2 separate regions of the Bicyclus anynana genome follow, and region 2 is linked to region 1. A link is a contact called in public Hi-C data. All regions are on one chromosome and are shown on one strand. Each heading gives the region's core, a stretch centred on a gene start, on an enhancer-like site or on the middle of the called end of the contact. The rest is flanking DNA. Distances are from core to core; before and after follow the strand shown. Region 1 overlaps LOC112054810 (protein MTSS 2). Region 2 overlaps LOC112054810 (protein MTSS 2).

Evidence for each region. A called contact is a pair of places that touch in the nucleus more often than the background predicts.
Region 2: a contact with region 1 is called in a Hi-C map of whole larva, with 3 times the contacts expected there. The contact joins two enhancer-like sites. A contact is called at or near these places in 2 of 2 Hi-C or Micro-C datasets (whole body and whole larva).

The regions. Positions count from the first base shown.
Region 1 is chr2:7,966,915-7,971,269 of ilBicAnyn1.1, reverse strand. The region is part of intron 1 of LOC112054810 (protein MTSS 2); the gene reads left to right. Among protein-coding and RNA genes, the nearest start is that of LOC112052552, 22 kb to the right of the region's middle. Within about 2 kb of position 2,334, at least 2 of the 8 cell types and tissues checked have open chromatin away from gene starts, as enhancers often do.
Region 2 is chr2:8,016,032-8,020,386 of ilBicAnyn1.1, reverse strand. All of the region lies in intron 1 of LOC112054810 (protein MTSS 2), which reads left to right. Among protein-coding and RNA genes, the nearest start is that of LOC112054810, 7.5 kb to the left of the region's middle. Within about 2 kb of position 2,491, at least 3 of the 8 cell types and tissues checked have open chromatin away from gene starts, as enhancers often do.

The DNA.
Region 1 (4,355 bases), core at 1,085-3,584:
GTAAGATACTTGTTACTCTCATCCGTAGATGGAATTTTCTCATTGTACATATGAAATGAAATGGAATTCAAAAGTTTCAAAGCAGATTTCAGATTAAAGAAATTTATTTTTATTTTGAATTGTCATTTAAATTTCGTTAATTTAAAAGGATTTTAAAGGCTTAGTATTTGGAATACTCGTATATTTTAACCATTTGTTCGTCGAGGTGATCATATATTGCGTTTTATTAAAATTCTGTTCGCAGAAATGTTGACGTGAAACCGCGGGGCATTATTTATTGCGCTTGTACCAATCGGTGCGCCGAAAATGTTAGCGACATGGCTTATAAACAAAATGGACGTTTTTATTTTATTTTATGAGTTTATAAAGTTATGTGAATATTGTATAGTAATAGATGAGGAGACAAGCTGATTGTCCAACCTGATCTGAACGTAAAATAATCGCTTGTACAGAAAATCATCAAGGTACACTTGCTAGGAATAGTTGCGGTATACTATTATTATTAGAGACGGCCTCCGTGGCGCAGTTGTAGGCGCGGTGGATTTACAAGACGGAGGTCCTGGGTTCGATACCCGGCTGGGCCGATTGAGATTTTCTTAATTGGTCTAGGTCTGGCTGGTGGGAGGCTTTGGCCGTGGCTATTTACCACCCTACCGGTAAAGACGTAACGCCAAGTGATTTAGCGTTCCGGTTTGATGCCATGTAGAAACCGAAAGGAGTGTAGATTTTCATCCTACTCCTATCAAGTTAATCCGCTTCCATCTTAGATTGCATCATCACTTACCATCAGGTGAGATTGTAGTCAAGGGCTAACTCGTAAAGAATAAAAAAAAAAGAAATAAAGAGAAAGAGTATGTAGTTTTACCGGTAAGCATATCGAAACAAACTGATGCTGCTTTATGGCAGAAATAGAGAGTATCCATCCTCAAAGCTGTAAGTAAGAGCCAACTATTACAACATAAAAGTACCTATGAATATAATGTAGGTACTACAAAACCCGTCAGACGATCTCCTGGCCGAAATTGTGAGTTAACAGAAAAATATCGAGGTCTTAACTAAAGAACTGAGACTGATGAGAAAATTAGTTAACCCCATAACTTTTTATCTTCAACTTTTCCCTCTCTTTTCACACAAAATAAAATAAAAAAAGATTTGATCCTAAAAGGGTCTACTCAGTTGCTCCATTCTGCTGTTCGTGGCGAAGACTAATCATCAAAATTGCTCTTTCTTGGGTTATAAATGTAATAAATATACCCGACTGTTATACTACGAGTATGTATAGGTATATGCAATACAAATAACAATGTAATACAATAAAATCTTCACTGTAACAAATACTAATATGTTATTTATCATTTTGACCTTCCATCTATGTGCAGGCTGGTCAATTGAAAGTGCAGTATCGTTAGACGGAACGCTCAAGGCATTGTGTGCATAGCATTGACCTTCCAGCAAGTGTTCCAATGTTCGATACAGTGATGAAACGGTGCGCTTGGGATACTTGGACCCGAAGTAGATTTCTCAATACAATTTAATCTATGGTGCAATGTTAGTTTTTAAATGTACACTATTCATCATCATCATTATCAGCCGATAGACATCCACTACTAGACATGGGCTTCTTGGATGGACTTCCAAGAACAGGTCTCGAGTCGCCAGCATCCAGCAGCTCCTTGCAAGCCGCTTGATATCCTCGGCCCTCCTAATGGAGGGTCGACCAACACTGCGTTTTCGCTATTATACCTTGTCATCCCAACGTCCATCGGCTCTTCGAACTATGTGGTCGGCCCATTGCCACTTCAGCTTCGCGACTCGCTGAGCTATGTCGGTGACTTCGGTTCGTCTGCGGATTTCCTCATTTTTGATTCGATCACGCAGAGAAACTCCAAGCATATTGTACACTATTAATAATTACTCAAGTAAATTATTATTTTCAAATAAATTTGGCTTAAATTTATGTCATTACTATTATTAAATTATAATACATATGAAAGCCTCGATAACTCAAGGGTAAAGAGGCTAGACTCATCACCAAGAGGTTTGTGATTTGATGCCCATTCGATTGTCTATTGTCGTACCCACTCCTAACACAGGTTTTGCGACTACATTTTTTGTTGTTTTTATTTAAAAATTGCTAAATATTCCTTAATCATCTCAATTCCTCCACGTGAGATCCTGTATTGAAAGATGAAAAACTCAAGCGATGTATTTTATAGTTACCTCAACGTCAACGATAATATTCGCTGAACGAGACGATTTTAAGTAGGTACGAGTAACTCATACAATCACTCACATTGCTCATTCAAAAAATTCATGGTCAAGTTGAGCGTGAATGAAAGTAGGTCGATTTGTAAGTAATTTTGTAACGAGTAAATTTATGTGCACATTTGTTTGACACTTTTGTATACAGGGTGCTCGGGAGTATTTCCCTTAACTTTAAGGTACTAACGACTCCACTTATAGGAGCTCCATACCTAATATATTTTTAACTAAATAATAGCAACTTTTTACGTTTTCATACAAAGTAATTCAAATAATTTGACTATGCATGTATCTATCCTTGTATTTTAAAATACGTAAAACTTGGTTACGTCATAATTACAAGGATGCGTTTATGGGACATATTTTAAAATTTAATTATAAAAGAAATATTATTTACCCAGAAAATATTAATTTTAGAACACTTATATGGTCCTTGAACATTTTTAATTAATTTTCGGTAAAGAATATAACCCCAGAGTTATGGGAAATACTCCCGAGCAGCCTGTATATGAGGTTATATTACTAGTAAGTAACTGACGTCATCAATACTGTTTTCATTTGAATCTGTTGCTGTCGACTCTTAAGGGTCTATGCACAAAAGCGTTTCATTGTCGCACTGCCTAATTCTAAGAGGCCTCTCGATCGCAACGTGATATTCAATTGCAGTGGATGTTGTATGACTTTCTATACAAAGAATACTAAAATCCGTTTGATGTGATTCGTCCGATGCGTATATGATACGGATCTGTGGATGTCTGCCATATAGCATCGAACCTTCAGTTAATATACACAAACACGCTTTACGATGCCACAATATCAACACAGATAAGTACACAGACTCGCCCTTATCCCGTCTTTTTGCGTCAGCTCTTTCATTAGCTCACCACGAACTGCCCTTGTTGGTGGTTAGTATTTTTATCTAGTAATATAACAAAGATGGACCTTAAGTTTAAGGGGGTAATTTCTGGATCTCTCGTACTAAACCGATTTTTTAAATTGTTTATCTATAGAAAGACTTTATTCGTGAGTGTTTTACGCTACATTTGATCCCCGTATTGCTACTGAAATGTTAACTACGTGGGTTAAACCTACGGGTTAAATTTACCAAGCTTTGGAAACTTACAATTTGACGAAAATAAAACTGTTAATATTACAAACGATAAACAGATCTAAAATCAAGTTGATACGAAGCTGAGTCTATTTTTGCGCCCACATAAGTATTCTCGAACGAAAGTGTTGCGTAATTATGGTGGGCCCTTAGAATTAACATTATGCTAATTTATATATTATTGTCTATAACAATGGCATAAATTACATCTCTTAACTTGGTATGGTGCATTGTGATTCAGCCTTCGCATTGGAGGAGTAAAGTTACAATGCCTTAAAGATTTCTTGTGAAGTTTGTGTGTGACATACATTATGTGTTTCGTCGTCATCAACCCATATTCGGCTCACTGCTGAGCTCGAGTCTCCACTCAGAATGAGAGGGGTTAGGCCAATAGTCCACCACGCTGGCCCAATGCGGATTGGCAGACTTCACACACGCAGAGAATGAAGATAATTCTCTGTTATGCAGGTTTCCTCACGATGTTTTCCTTCACCGATTGAGACACGTGGTATTTAATTTCTTAAAATGCACACAACTGAAAAGTTGGAGGTGCATGCCCCGGACCGGATTCGAACCCACACCCTCCGGAATCGGAGGCAGAGGCTCATATCCTCTGGGCTATCACTGCTCTACATTATGTGTTTACACGCTTTATATTACTTCACTTGTATGTAAGAAAATCTTGGAATCATAATTTGACCCACTTTCCCGTCTTCGATCAGGATGAAATTTTGCACACGCTCTGAGTTCTGATGACATTACATGACTAGCTAAGAAACGTCATTAAAAATCCAATATGGCGGCCTCCCCAAGATGCCGGACTGGCTGTTTTAAATCCATTCCCATGATATGGATATCAAATGAAAGGGTTTCCTGTCAGGAATATGAAAAAAAATGTCACGTGACTTAAATCCAATATTTGTAATTTTTAGTGCGTGCCAAATAAGTGTGTTTTTAGTTTTATAAACTTATCTATACTAATATT
Region 2 (4,355 bases), core at 1,242-3,741, 49 kb before region 1:
TTATCTCTCTGGTACTGGGTTGGTAACGGTTTCGTTTTCAACAGAGAGTACCTGGGTTCTATTCCTAGCTTGAGCTGATTAAGGGTTGTTACCTATTATCTACTACTATTTTTTAGTCTCTATATTTTGAAATATTTTTACTAAACCACGTTATTTGTTTTTTTTTTCGTTTAGTTCTATCAGGGAGGAGTCGCTCGACTACAAACTGATTTTTTGATAGAAGAAGATGTTTCAGGTTGAAGGCCAGTCCAATATACATTGGTCGGTCCACCACCCAACTATTTGCAAGACTGTTTCTGTGACACGTTACTTGTGAATGGCTTATTTTATCCCTGTACGCCGCGCGGTTTCACCCGCGTGGTTCCCGTTCCCGTATGAATACGAGGATAATATATAGCCTATAGCCTTCCTCGATAAATGGGCTATCTAACACTGAAAGAATTATTCAAATCGGACCAGTAGTTCCTGAGATTAGCGCGTTCAATCAAACAAACAAATTCTTCAGCTTTATAATATTTGTATAGATTCCCTGAATAACGGAGCATCTGCTAATTGTTAATAATTTTGTATCACAATATCCATTTTCAGCGTCTTATTTCTTGCGTATGGATATTGCAGACACGCCATAAAATATTGGAGCTAAACAGATTGCCGGCAACACCACAACACCTTCATAGTTCATACGGTGTTGTAAATCACGTCCGGTATGATTTACACGCCCGACGCCCAGAAGCTGTGTAGTATGCACCGCTGGTAACAGCTGTTATGGGCGTTTAATCTTAACAAGCCAATAGAAGTGGCATGAACGCTGATTTAGTCACCGAGCAGGTGACATGTCATCATCATCACATCAGCTGATGGAGTACTGCTGTTGGCCTATACACTAATTTGGTCTTTATTAAACCCCGACTCAAAAAGATGAGTGTTATAAGTTTGACGTGACTGTCCGTATGTGGCACCATAGCTCCCGAACGGATGAAGCGATTTCAATTTAGTTTTCTTTTGTATGAAGGTGACTTACGGGCGAGTGTTCTTAGATATGTTTGATGAAAATCGGTTGTGCTGTTTGAAAGTTGTGGGGGTTGAAAGTGGGGAAGAATAACCGAATGTCTGCAAATATACTCGAGTGGGGTCTCAAATGAAAGTGCACTGAAAGAGAATATTAATGACTTGATCGAGAGTGTAATTAATAATTTTATGACCTGCGGGTGTTTTTCAAAATATAAAATTTTATGTATTAACCTATTAAAATAGGCATCAAATCAACTGACAAATGTACTGTAATACTTACTGTATGATATCTGAACGGTTGACAGTAGGCACCGGATGACATTTGTTACAATTTCGTATAATTCAACATACGTTCAAAGTTAGTGAATTAGCCTGCAGGACACTAAGCTTTTTGCAGATACTATCAAACACCACGGCCTTTAGCCGCCTGTATCCCTGTTTAATGTCGTCGGTCCACCGAGTGGAGTCGTCAGATGACCAACACTGCGTTTTACGGTGGGAGGTCATCTTACGACATTCATTAGTTCTTTGAACTATGTGCACGGCCCATTGCCACTTTGCCAGCTTTGCGCCTCGTTGAGCTATGTCGGTAATTTTGACTCTCCTGCAGATCATCTCAGTTTTGATGACCTAGAGATACTCTGAGCATAGCTTCAAGGCCTATTGTTAGCGTCCATAGTTACTTTGGTCGTTAACTGATGGGAACATCTCCAAAACTACATTGCATTTGCATTGATAGCATCTGGAATGAACCGGTATATATAAAAAGAAATGTATGTCATACATTGTGTAATATTTTCGCACTCGACTCTATTATAGACTATCCTTATATAGGTACTGGCTTCATAGCCAGGACTTTGTTTTCATAGTAGAACTATTAGTCATAGTAAAACACGCCATTTCTGATCTCTAGTTTATAAGACTTCTATGGCGTTGTTATATTTTTAGCACTCGTTGGTTCGTGTTTTTGGCGGTTCCGTACGTTCAACGTAAATATACGGGTGTTTAACCTATATTGTAAACTTGGGCTTGAGTAACTATGTTAGGAAACGTACTATTAACAAATAGGTAGTGTTTTAGGCTGATAGTATCATACGGAATAGTTGATTTATTTTGCTATTATCCTACTCTACAATTTTCTAGTTCAATTGCAGCTTCTCAATTACAGTGAGGATACACTATTCGTAGCTGTACGTAGTGATTTTCTGTTGGATTTAGGTATCGTTTTCACTTAAATAGATTAAGTATATCATTACGGCATTGGAGCAGTGGTGGGTCGAAGCTCCATAATGCTGCTGCATATAGGAGGAAGGCCTGGCCCTGTGGTAGGCCGTTAAAATAGGCAAATAGTGATATGTTATACTTCACGAGTTTAGTTAATATAGGTAAATTTATTTCCATTCCCAGTGACACCGTTTTCGGTATAAATGCCGTGTTATCGTGAATTTATTGAAGAGCATCGCCAATGAAGGCGACTGTTGGACCGGTTTTCTGTGTTAATCGTTGTGCAAATATTGGGTATAATATATTTTAACTTAGCACTGTTCAAGGATTAACTTTAAACCGGTGTTCTTTTCTATCAATAGCCTTATGTTAGATTTTTTTATATGGTTATTTTCCTGGCAAGAAGTACCTAAGTATATATTAGCCTAGTGGATATGGCCTCTGCCTCCGATTCTGATGAATGGTGTGGGTTCGAATTTGCATGCAAATAGTTGGAGCTATTTAGTTGTGTGCATTTGAAAAAAAAAATATCACGTCTCTCAAACGGTAAAACATCGTAAAGAAACCGGCATACCAGAGAATTTTCTTAATTCATTGCGTGTGTGAAGTCTGTCAATTCGCATTGGGCCAGCGTGGTGGACTATTGGCCTAACCCCTCTCACTCTGAGAGAACACTCGAGCTCAGCAGTGAGCCGAATATGGGTTGAATGGCCTAAGTATATCATTGATCAATATACAAGAATTACGCAAACATTGGAAAACGACGAATCCCATCGTCACCCATATCCGACGGAAAACCTCACTACGCAAGTTTCACCCCGATATCATCCATCCATCCATCTCAGAGTCTTGTTTGTCTCAGAGATAAGGATATTAGCAATGTGGTTCAAGTACTGGGATCTCTATAATAACCAACTTTTTAAATAAGTTATCTTTCTTTCGCTGTTTAAACTGTCAGTCAGTCTTTGTGACAGTTTTTGCCCGTAAAAGTACTACCGCCATATTTGTTAATGCGGCCATTCAATATCACCTTGTTTCAGTTTGTAGGGTATAATTGTCTGTGAAATAACAGGCACGCTTGAATAGTTGATTTAAATAATTTATCGGCACAACAGCTGAAGATTTAAGCCTCGACACCTATGGTTCAGAACTTCATGGTTGTTATCGGGCTGAGCTCGTTTAATCAAACATACATGTACGAACAAAACAAACTCACAACCTCATCCGAGATACGTCTCGATCTAAATCTATCGGTATATAAATGCATTTAATACATTATATTACTTAGAACGAGATCTTAGTCTCGGCCTTAACGTTGAAATTAACTCATAAGTTAATACATGATCTCATCAATGAAATCATTGAGTTTTTACAACTCATTTTTTTATTTGACTTGTATATTTTACCAAGCATTTCCATATCAAAACCGAGGAATTTTAGCAAATCCTGTCGTTGAGGCTCTTTATTAACTACCTGTAAAAGACGTATATCTAGACATCAAAGCTTCGATTATTATTTACTGCAGCAAATGGCCAATTCCAGTTTTTATTGAAGCGTAAGGGGGGAGCCACTAGTAGGGTTTCAATTGTGCAGAGACCCTAAAAGATACACGTATATTATATGTAAAATATAATCGACGAAAACTGTGCAAGGGTGCAATGCATTGGGGAGTGGGTATCGATTTTTGTGACTGAAGGTTAGGGGTTACTTTGTTACGTTGAATTGCATGTATTGTGTAATGCAAGTGCATTATGTAACAGCCGTTCAGTTAACCGATTTATACTTAAGATATTGAACTTATAATTTAACTAGTATGACACAAATGAATCTATTCCTTCATAGCTTTAAATTGAAATACGTCTCTCAACCATTTGTCTACATCCTCAGTTATTTGGGACAAAACACACGCCGTGATAACGACAACGTGGAATAAATTCTATAATATGCGTAATGCACTTATTAGTAGGTACGTGGAGGAGTTATTACGAATCTTCCATTTTGTGCAAGTTTTTTTTTCCTCTACTTTGACTTATTGACTACAATCTCACCTGATGGTAAGTGATGATACAATCTAAGACGGAAGAGGGCTAACTTGTTAAGAGTAGGATGAAAATCCACAC